3 separate regions of the Mus musculus genome follow, and all the other regions are linked to region 1. Evidence: chromatin contacts called from public Hi-C and promoter capture Hi-C data. All regions are on one chromosome and are shown on one strand. The core of a region is the stretch at or near the end of the contact, and the rest is flanking DNA. Distances in the headings are between cores, read along the strand shown.

Region 1 (3,543 bases), core at 520-3,019:
GGAATGGCTTAGCAGGCCACCAGCCCTTGCTGTCTGTGCAAACACTACAACTCCCAACCAGTCTCAGGGCTACAAAGAACAAAATAGGCCCTAGAGCTGTGCCTGTCTCTTGGGATATAATTCTGCAAGAACCATTTTTAAAAGAGCAAATTTTTTATTCACAAGGATTACATGTTCAGGGGAAAATTGCCCCCCCCAGGCTGTTTCAATTGTGGGAGGGAGGGGTGAAGGAGGGGGTTTCACATCAGAGTCCAACCAAAGACCTGCTTAGCCAACCCCATTGATGTCACGTCCCTAGCAGGTGCTGGCCCTGCCCACCTCACCCTAGTACCTGCCCTGTGATCTTTGAGACCTTGATGTTCGACTGGACCCTGATGTATCTGGAGATGCAACTATCAAATTGCCCATCCTGTAAGCTTCTGCCCCCTCTCCTGCTCTGCTGAGGATGGGGCTGGAGCCACACCCCCACCCCACCGCACCCCATCCCTGTCCACAGCAATTAACGACCCCCCTCTTGCTTCCTTTTCCCAAATACACTCCACCTCAGAACACTTCTGGAGGCAGCCTGGGCCAAGGCAGGGGGAAAGTTAGGCAGTTGGACCAACAGGGAGGCCAGGATTGCACAAACCCATCAAAGGGGCTCAATGGGTCTCCCTGCCCTGAAGAAAGCTATTTCCATTTCCAGCCCCTTCCTCAGAAATCCGAGCCTTTACATTACGGGAAACCAAACCAATGCCCAGTTATGGTTGGTCATTGCTGCTATTGGAGGCTCCATGCATCCCACCTGACCCTGCGATGCATTCTGTTGCTCAGCAACAGTCCCAACATCTGACTTTGGGCACCTGGGTTCTAGTTCTCATAACCCTAAGTCACACAACCGATGGCAGGGAAGGGAAGGACCTTGAACATCAAAGAAAGTTCTAGGACATTCTCCATCCCACGTAGGGGAGCGTTATGACTAGAGGACTGGGGGACTCCTGAGACAGAAGTGCCCCGCAATGGCCATGTGGGGACTTGATTCCCAGAGGGAAAGGGTGTACCCAGATTTCCTGCTCTGGCGCAAACAATCCCGGGGAACTCAGATCCTGCAGGGCGTCTATACGTGCCAGGCCGCAGCCCCATGGTTGACACCACTCTGCCGGCCGCCAGCGGACCCATATGCGTACGCTGCTGCTCTCCTCCCCGACCGTCCCCCACCCTCGGCGTCCAGCTGCAGACCTCCTACCCTGCCTGATGTTATCTCTGCGCCCTCCCACTTTCCCTCCGAGACCGTGGTTCTGAGGCCTCTGGGCTCACCCAGTTCACAACCCTCCCTGGCATAGGGTGCGCGCCATGGAGAGACGAGGGGCGCATAGGCAGAGGGAGATGTCTGGGTCCTTTATGGCTTCTGACCTGACCCAAGCACACCGGGAGGCCTCCGAGTCTCCGAGACAGAGGCAAAAGGATGAAGCTCTGAGGTTGGGGAGCAGACGCGAGAGAAGCTGGGGCAGAGGCAGGTGAGCCCCGTAGATGCCCAGAGGAGCTTGGGAGCTGCAAGCAGGGGGCGAAAGGCGGGACCCCAGGCCTGAGCTGCGCGCAGAGACAGCGGGAAGAAGCGACAGACCTGTGCAGGACAGGATGCCCACGCCGGGGCGGACGAGGCGGCGGTACTTCGCGGTCAGGCAGCGCCCTCGAGCTCAAAGAGCAGAGCGCTCACTGGATTGCTGTACGAAGTCGGCGCCCGCCCTCAGGCTAGGGGGAGGGAGAGGGTGGAGGAGATAGAGGGGGCGTGGCTAAGCCAGGCTGGCCGAGAGCCTCCGGTGGGGTGGGGTGGGGTGGGGTGGGGTGGGGTGGGGTGGTGAGGCAGGGTAGAAAGGGCGAGCTCCCATGGCCAGGTCGAGAATGGGGGTTTCCGGGAGGATTGGGGGGGGGGGTCGGGGCATTAGAGTCAGGTTGCCTGGGTGGACTCTTATCTAGCCACCTGATGCTCCAAGTCACCTAAGTCTATCAGTCTCTGAGACCTTTGTGCAGTCCTTGTGTGGTCGACTGTGACTTAGACCACGCCTCCATCCCATCCTTTTTTCCAACCATCAGTTTGAGCTGTGACTGGAAGTTTAGGGCTGAAGGGAGTCCCTCTGATGCCTGCAGAGTCTGAGTCTCACTCCTGAGAGAAGTCTGGTGGCCTATAGCGATGTCTGAGGTGAGGTTCCAAGAGCAGGGTTCCAAGAGCAGAGGGAAGGCAGTGGGAATCCTCAAGGCAGAGTGTGGTCCCTGAACAGGCAGGGGTGAGCCTGAGTCTGTACTTCCTACCAGGCCCCAGGCTTTAAGATGCTGCTCACTGAGTTGCTGACTCTAACAAGAGTTGAGTGTCTGCCTCCTCTGGAGCTAGGGACAGGGGTTATCCCAGCAGCTCTGTGGCTCAGAGCTGGCACACAATTCATTTCTTTAACCTGATCTGAAATTCTGCAGTACCACCAAGAACAGCTGACACACATAAAGGATGTGGGACTCAGCTACATACTGCTTGTCCTCCAGTGGAGATGGTTCAGCTAATCAGGTAGGTGGCGCCTGAGTGTGCTCGCGCTCTCTCTCTCTCTCTCTCTCTCTCTCTCTCTCTCTCTCTCTCTCTCTCTCTCTCTCTCTCTCTCTCTCTCCCTCTCTCTCCCTCCTTCCCTCCTTCCCTCCCTCCCTCTCTCTCTCCCCCCCATTCTATGGTTTTTCCATGGAACTTGGATTAGGTTTGTAATGGAGAGAGCGCAATTGCTTAGCAATGGCCCGTGCTCCAGCTCCTCATGGTACTCCTCCCCAGCCAGATTTGGACTCCACATTTAGGAAGAGCTCAACCTTTCCTTAGTCCTGAGCTCCATCTAAGTGACTGTCAGCTTCCTGAGGAGGCTGCCCAGATCCTGCCACAAGGACACCTCCACTGTTCTGCAGACTGGGGGGCCTCCTCTCTGGCTTCAGATGGCAGCTGTTAGTCCATTGCCTCTAGGGGCTGATGGCTGCCTTCTCTGGTGCCTTACAGGGTACATCAAGGCAGATTAAGCCACCCTGGATCCCAGGGTCTCTGCTAGAAACAGGCACGGCATGAGCAGGGAACCAGACGTTCAAGGTGGTGTAGGAGTTTTTGTGGTGACTGTGTGGATTGAGGAGACAGGCTGAGGTGCAATGGAGTGTCCAGAGCTCTCTGGCTAAGGAGTTAATCTGAGCACTCTTCATCAGGCCTTCTGAATCCTCTCTGTGTTTATGTAGGAGACCATTTCTGAGCGCTATCAGTGAGGCAGACAGCCCTGGGGACAAAACAGCACCTGTCCCACAAGTTCAGTGTGTAGCAGAGAGTAATAAACAACAACAACAATTTTATATAGAAAATTCTAAGGACTGGAGAGACAGCTCAGCAGTTAAGAATACTGACTACAGGACCAAGATTTGATCCCCAGCACCCACATAGTAGCTCAAAACAGTCTGTAACTCTAGTTTCAGGGAATTTGATGTCCTTTCTGGTCTCTGGGGGCACCAGGCACACATGTAGTACACACACACACACACACACACACACACACA
Region 2 (3,596 bases), core at 407-2,906, 310 kb after region 1:
CTTTCTCCCTTCCTTTTAACGATAAAGCTCTAAAACCATTAAAAAAAAGAAAAGAAAAAAAGAAAAGACAAAACAGGGTAAAGAGTGGTAGAAGACAGACTGGCAAGATGGCTCAGTGGTTAAGAGCACTGACTGCTTAACCTGAGCAAAAGGTCCTGAGTTCAAATCCCAGCAATCACCTGGTGGCTCACAACCATCTGTAGTGGGATCTGACGCCCTCTTGTGGTGTGTCTGAAGATAGCCATGGTATACTCACATACATAAAATATATAATTTTTTTAAAGACTGGTAGAAGAGGATTCTAATATCAGTCTCTCTCTCCTCTCTCTCTCTCTCTCTCTCTCTCTCTCTCTCTCTCTCTCTCTCTCTCTCTCTCTTTCTCTCTCTCTCTCTCTCACACACACACACACACACATATACTCACTCACACACACTGCCTAAGAAATACCTGAGACTGCCCTCTAACTTCTATTTGCACCTTCACATATATGATCATACACCACACACACACACACACACACACACACACACACACACACACACACACACACACCAGCTAGGATACAGCTTACTTCCCTTTCTTATTGCCCCTAGGCCTCACATCATTCCCAGGAGACAGACCTCCCATCTCCACAGCAGTTGGTCTCATCTGAGGACATTCCACCCTGAAGCTCCTTCTCTTCCAAGACGCTACTCTGCTGTCCCAACATCTGCTGTTTCTGGTCTCAAGAGAGACCCAGATTGGGGTCCCTTTAGCCTGCTGAGAGGTCTGGCTCTCCAGCAGCCCTTAATGGGTCCTTTTACACAAACCACCCTCCCTGGTCCATACAGGCTGCCACCACCTGACCTCTACTTCATCTCAGAGCGAACCTGTGGAACTCCATAAGGCAGGTCGATTCTCGAACCATTCCTACCAAGTGCTATGGGGACAGAGAGGGCGTCTCAGATCATTTGTGACATTGTCAGAAGTAACCCCTCCCCACTATCACTCCACTGTCTTGTGTTTTCATTGACGCTTGCTTTAGTCACTTGCTTGCAAGTGTGTGACTATGTCACCCAGAACAGGGATTCTTCTGCCTGACTCGCAACAGGATCGGAAGGGATATGAATCCTAGGGGCCATAAGGAGGGTGTGTGTGTGTGTGTGTGGAGGTGCGACGATGTCGATGTCTCCACTCGGCTTCTCTTTCCTCGCCCTCACAGGTGGCAATCCAAGCAAGGGCACATAGGGCCAGTTGCATCTGCGCAGGATCCGGAACCCCACTGCCAACCGCTCGCGCCAAGGACCGCAATTCTCCTCAGCTGGCAAGATTCTGGGTCGCCACCACTTTGTGCAGATGGGACACTCGAAGCTGCTCTTCGGCCGCGCGGCCTACGGGGTTTGTTATTGTGCGAACACCGGCCGCTGAGCGGGTGCTGCCGCCTGGCGCGTGCCCGTCGGTACCGCACCGGGAGCGCGCGGAGAGGAGCGGGGCGGGGTTGGGGATTCTCGACACCTCAGCCTGGCTCTAGAACCCGGATTGGTCCGGACGCCGGGAGCGCGCGAGGGCGCGGCTCTTAGGGCCGGGCGGGGGGCACGCGCGGCGCCGGCGGCGGCCGCGGAGGAGCGCGGGGAGGAGCGCGGAGGAGGAGCGCAGGGAGGAGGGGAAGGGGAGGGAGGAGGCGCCCGCCGGGTTCCCTGCAAAGCGGCCTTATTTATCTGGGCACAGCCTCAGCCTCCCCGGTGGGAGGCTCAGGGCGGCAGATCCTCTCCCACCGGGGAGCTCCGCTCGGAACTCTGCGGAGAGGGCCCTGGCGCGGGGCGCCGGGCGCGGGGCGCAGTCGGGCCCTGCTAGCCAGTCCAGCACCTCGGCCGCCTCCGCGCTAGGCGGCTCGGGTGCTGAGCTCCCCATGACGCGAGGTCGCCCGGCGGACAGCGTGGCATGAGCCAGAAGCCCTGGCCGAGGTAAGGTGTGTGTGCGCGCGCGGCCAGGCTGCGGGGAGGGGAGGGTCCAGGTCGAGCCACTGCCTCCGCGAAGGCTACAATGAGGAGGGGGCGGGGTGGGGACTTGGGACTGCGCCGCGGCCGCCGCCGCCTGAGCAGGGCTTACGTAATCGCAGCCCCTTCCCCACCTCACCCTTCGGCCGCTGAGCCAGCGGTTCCGCAGCCCCTAACCCTAGTGGCCGGCCTGATTGCGCCCCGCTCGCTACCGGCAGCGCGGTCAGGCTGTATCTCCGTACCACGGAATTGCTGAGAGGAAGCACGGTGGCTGCGAGGACGCGGAACTGCAGGCCGTCAGCCCCCACTCCTTCTGGCTTGGCTCTGGGCTCTCCCCACTCCAGCCCTATGAGCCTCCGGCGGACTGGAGGACGTGACAGGTGTTGATACAATTAAAAGGGAGGAGCCATGTGGATATGTGGCCTAGGGGTCCTGGACGCCTTCTGGACATGAGCTGGTATAGAGCTGCCGCCCACAGCTCTATACCAGGGAGTGGGCTGGCATGTCTTTGGTTCTAGAAAAAGAAAATGGGCCTTGGCCAAGATTGGAAGGCTTCAAAATGGGGAATGGGCATCCTGAGATTGCTGAGCAGGGCTTCCATGTCCTTCTAGGATGTTAGTCAGTGGGGGATCCTCCCCACCCGTCATCCCAGGAGAGAAGGCTGCACTGTTGAGGCCTGGATCTGGCCTAGCAGCCCTCCTGCTAGCCCCTCCCAGCCCGAGCCAGCAGCTGACCTCCCAGGAGCAGATGGCAGATGCCACTTCACCTGCTCCCTCCTGGAGGCCCGACTTCCACTGCCATCTTGTCCCAGGGCCCACTGACCAGGGTCTTCTCAGGCCTCCCTGCTGCCCCTTCGGGACACGGGACCCTCTGTTCCAGCCCAACACTTTGATGAAGTGCTGGACAGCAGCCTCATCGCAGCAGGGGGGAGGGGCGGGGGGGGGGCCGGTGTTGGGACAGGAGCCTGGATGATTAGGGGCTGCCTAGATCAGGTCAGAGGCATGGTGGAGCCTCGATTTCCTGCCTAGACGTGGCCTGAGGGCCGGGCTGGGAGCCATTGGGAGAAGAGAGGGAAAGTCAAGGTTGAAAACGTGGGTGATGTTGAGATAGCCCAAGATTCAGCAGCCTCATTTCCTGCCACCCTCACTATTTGCCTCCCCAGTCACCCATACTGTAAGTCCAGGACACGTATGCACTCACCTGTTCTCCCAAATACACCTGAACAGGTCCCGTCTCGCACTGATGAAGTTAAAACAAGTGCATCTAGGTAGCCCTGAGAGATTGGGCTCTCTATTTCAGAGGCACTAGAAGGGGCTTCTGGTGGGCATCACTCAACCTTCCTGACCATAAGCCTTCACCTCTGAGAGTCACTGATGAACCTTCCGGGACTGGCACTGGGGGGGGGGGGAAGGCAGCAAAGCAAGGTCAGGAGGTCAGTGAGCAGCCCTGAACTGTCCCCATTAGTGGTCAGATGGCCAAACTGGCTGCAGAGAGTGCAGGTGGGCCTCACTTGGCAGGTGTCTAAAGGAGCCTTGGGTTTTGAAGGTCTCATATTCTACAGAACAGCGGGAGGGGGGGCGTGATAAGATGAAGCCTGTCGTGACTATTTGCCCTTAGTT
Region 3 (3,890 bases), core at 103-2,602, 380 kb before region 1:
AGGGCTACACAGAGAAACCTGTCTCGAAAAACAAAAACAAACAAACAAACAAACAAAAAAACCCTGAAATGTCCTGATGATCCTGAAAGTGCCACAGAATAAAGAATGGGCCCAGTAGAAGACAACAAGTGACCTTTAGGGCATCAGCTAGGGACAGTGGAGACTCTCTGAGTGCTGATCTGCAAGGAACCCTATTCTTCCTCCCAGCCTTCAACAAGAAGGAGTGAGGCCAGGCTAAGATGCAGGGTCCTTCCCCTTACAGTTTTAAGGTGTTGGGAACCTTCTCAGAACTTGGGCGCCCTGTTGCTCACTAACTGCTCACCCAGCAGTGCTCTCAATGGCTTCCATCAGCACCAGGAAGGCTTGGTCTGGAGGGCCATCCAGGAAGAAGCTCTCCCAAAGCCGCTCCAGCTGGCCACCGGGGGACAGCTCCAGCCAACCTGGGCTCAGCTTGCTGACCAGACATCTAAGGACGGCTGAGAAGTGGACAGTGGCAAACTCCTCCTTCTCCTCAGGAAGAACTGGATCCTCGGTTCCACCGAGGTATCGTTTCAGAGTCCCCAGGGTAGAAAGGATATGGCCAGCATCCTCTGAGGATGAAAGGATGTGAATGGCTTCCTGGACGGTGAGCCGGACAGCAGACAGGGCTGGGTCCATCCTGCAGAACAGGGCTGAGGGTCCGAGAAAAGCATGTTAGAGTGTCAAGAATTCTTCCCATGGCACCCACGATGTTAAGGGAGGAAACAGTTGGGCCGGTTCCAAATCTCAGGCCCCACCCCCCTACACACACGCACTTACTTCTGCGCTTCCAGGCGCTTCACTCACAATCTCACTCACGCTCTCCCGTCCTTCTTCCGGGTTTCCCGCCTGCCCGATGATCTGACAGAGCTTCAGTCCCGGACTGCACCGGTGCACTGTGGCTGTCTCCTCTGTCAAACCCACTGATAGTTGGATGAGTGAGTGGCTTGCCAGGGTGCAATAACTAAAACTCCTCCTCCGTCTGCAGCTCCAGGTTAGCACCCAGCCCCCTAAACACGAGGCCTTCGGCTCGTATGGGAACTGGCCATGCTGCAAGGCAGGACACTGCAGCCCCGACTGGACCAACCACTCCTACAGGGTTCCTCTGGCCAGCATGCTTCAGAGCCGAGGCCACATGCTCCCTCTTGCGCGCCGCTGATTCGCCACGGCACCAGGACCACGCGCCAGATTCAGTGTCAGCTGAGGGCAGCTGTGAATTCGAGTCGCAGAGCTCACGTGAAACCTGCACGGATATTTAGAATTTCTGGGGCTGATACAAACGCGTGGCTAGGGACGAATCAGCGGCGCGCCAACGCGCTGATGACCGCAGCATCTGCGCCTGCGCAAGAGGAGGAAGAGGCGTGGCCTAAGAGCCTACGGTGGGCAAGGCCTGAGGGCAGGACTCCGGTAGGCGTGTCCGCTCTATTGGTCCCCTGGTGACTGCTGTCTCTGTTTTCCTTAATTCTGGAGAGACTTTCCCCAGCACATTACCCCACTATGCTGCCTTGGGTCGGATGACTTTCCACTCTAGAGCACTAATCAACTCTCTAGGCGCCCTGAGGGAAACAGAATAAGGAAGCCAGGAACAGCGGATATGGCCAAGTTGTAATGCGGATGCGCTGATGTATTTGGTGGTACACAAGGGTGCACGTTTACTGCGAACACGCAAACTGCGTCTAAACTGCCCTAAATGAAACACCACTAGCTGAGTAAACACCCAGGGATCCTGACTGTCGTCTGAACTTAGCAGTGTGAAACATTCCATCATGGCAGAACTTTTCTTGACCATCCTGATCTGGAAGATACATTGAGGGAGCAACATTTCAGCGGAACTGGGTGTGGGTGGAAATCTGAGCAAGCTGTATTCATTCAACATCATCAAGCAAAATTACCCTTCCTGAGCAGGAAATGAGCCCACTCAAGGCTTAGCAGTTAGCAGAGCATACCAGGGGCCAGAGCGATTATCTTAGAGGTTAAATTACGTGTGGCTCTTGCCAAGGTCCCAAGTTCAGTTCCCAGCATCCATGGAAGTGTTACCGATCAGCCAGCCAGGATCTCTACACAAATAAAAACTGGGGTTAGTCAAAGAGAAGGTCTTCAAATGGTAGCTTTCTTTTTTTTTTTTTTTTCTCCATGTTTGGCCTCAGTGAGAGATGGCAGATGACTCCCCTAGTATTAGGGGACTGGAGGCATTGGGACCCTTAGCCCTAAAAGTATTCTAGCTCTTACGTAGGTCAGGAATCCTTGGCTCTTTCCTGTGGCTGGTGCAGCTTCCACTAAGCAGATTTGGTGATTGTAGGGACTCTTCAGCCCTACAGCTTTACAATTTTTGTGTAGACCTTCGCTCTTAATGACAGCCAGTGTTAAAATTCTTGGCCTAGGGTTGAGACCTCTTGGCTCTCTGGAACTCATCTGGCATCCAAGGCTATGCCATCTCTTCTCTGGTTTAGTCAATTATCCTCATTCAGTCTCAGTTTCTGCACTCCCCTGATGCCTTGGCTACTGCTTCCTCAGCTATGACAAAACTGACTGTCCTGTCCCTTTTGTAGCTTGGCCTGCCAATTGCTCAGCTGTCTCTGCCACCTCTTTTTTTTTCATGATAACAGCTTAGCCCACATTACTGAGAGTAGGCAAGCAAACCCTGGAGAGGAGCCTTTTACTGTACCTAAAGCTGCAACAAAAGGGAGGAGATGAGGAAAGTCTCTCCCAGAGGGAGTCAAAGCGGCTGCCTTCAAATCCTGAAAAGGGGCACTTCCTCTGCTAACAGTCTTTGCACCAGCCTCTGTAGTTCCTCAGCTAGGCCACCAGAGGACGTGTTCTTCTCAACCTGGTCGAAATGGTTGCAAAAAGCCTTGGGGCTGTATCTTCCAGACCTGAAGCAATTTGCAACCTTGTAGTTTTCTCAAGGCCCTCAGAGTTTCCTGGATAGTCAGAGCTGGCATTAGGGCAGGCCAGGAGTTGTTGACTGGCAATTCTTTTGCTAAAGCCATCCAGAATGGAAAACCTAGCAGTTGCTAGTTAAGAGCTCGTGTCACCTCAGCACCCAATATTTTTGCTTATTTTTCTGGAAATGAATACCAGAGTGCTTACAATAATAAATGTTAACAGTGCTTAGCCCCTGGCCAGTGTTCAGGCGGAGATGGGTGTCCTTATTTGTTTTAGAACAAAGGGGTGTTAGGAGGATCCAGTCTTCACTTAAAAGTAAAGGTACAGGGCTGGTGAGATGGCTCAGCGGTTAAGAGCACTGACTGTTCTTCCAAAGGTCCTGAGTTCAAATCCCAGCAACCACATGGTGGCTCACAGCCATCTGTAATGAGATCTGGTGCCGTCTTCTGGGGTGTCTGAAGACAGCTACAGTGTACTTACATATATTACATTATTTATTAATAAACAAGTTTTTTTTTAAAGTAAAGGTGCTCCGCTGGCAAGCTTGATCCCCTAAGTTCAGTCTTCAGGGCTCACTTGGTGGAAAAAGAGAACCAACTCCTCAAAGTTGTCCTCTGCCCTTCACAAGCACACACACTCATTGCTCCCACAACCACACACAAACAAGAAATGAATGTAATGGTAATTGTTCTTCAAAAAGACTAGACCTGGGAGCTGGGGAGAAGGTTTACTAGGCAAAGTGTTTGATGTACAAACATGAAGATCTGAGTTCAAATCCCCAGAACCCAATATCAAAGCCAAGTGAAGAGGCATGCATCTGTGTTGCCAAGGAGATGTAAACAAAGTCTACCCCCCTCCTTTTACAGTACTGATGATAAATAAGCTGAAGTACATTTCCACCAAAGTTGACTCTGAGGAATCAGTGAGTTTATTAGGCTTACTGACAGAGCAATGGGTGAGGGGGTATAGGCAGTAGCAGAGGTGAC

The links. A called contact is a pair of places that touch in the nucleus more often than the background predicts. Capture Hi-C pulls out chosen DNA fragments and counts their contacts.
Region 2: a contact with region 1 is called in a Hi-C map of embryonic stem cells, with 4 times the contacts expected there. The contact joins the promoter of Fbxl16 here to the promoter of Sstr5 in region 1. A contact is called at or near these places in 24 of 39 promoter capture datasets (the 3T3-L1 cell line, 3T3-L1-derived adipocytes, the HPC-7 cell line and 16 more), 3 of 15 datasets of contacts at CTCF or cohesin (the NIH/3T3 cell line and embryonic stem cells), 20 of 484 Hi-C or Micro-C datasets (the N1E-115 cell line, cerebral cortex, colorectal tumor organoids and 9 more), 12 of 115 datasets of contacts at active chromatin or transcription factors (T-cell acute lymphoblastic leukemia, VIP interneurons, embryonic forebrain and 7 more) and 1 of 9 other capture datasets (embryonic stem cells).
Region 3: a promoter capture Hi-C map of pancreatic islet shows a contact between it and region 1. The contact joins the promoter of Telo2 here to the promoter of Sstr5 in region 1. A contact is called at or near these places in 2 of 39 promoter capture datasets (embryonic stem cells and hippocampal neurons), 3 of 115 datasets of contacts at active chromatin or transcription factors (embryonic stem cells and large pre-B cells) and 1 of 9 other capture datasets (pancreatic islet).

What each region holds. Positions count from the first base shown.
Region 1 is chr17:25,495,519-25,499,061 of GRCm38.p6, forward strand. It overlaps Sstr5 (somatostatin receptor 5), which reads right to left and starts at 1,770. Exons shown (of 3, transcript NM_011425.3): 1 at 1,604-1,770.
Region 2 is chr17:25,807,443-25,811,038 of GRCm38.p6, forward strand. Fbxl16 (F-box and leucine-rich repeat protein 16) reads left to right here and starts at 1,657. Exons shown (of 6, transcript NM_001164225.2): 1 at 1,657-1,944.
Region 3 is chr17:25,114,615-25,118,504 of GRCm38.p6, forward strand. Telo2 (telomere maintenance 2) reads right to left here and starts at 1,353. Exons shown (of 21, transcript NM_001163661.1): 1 at 799-1,353; 2 at 323-671. The coding sequence starts at 657.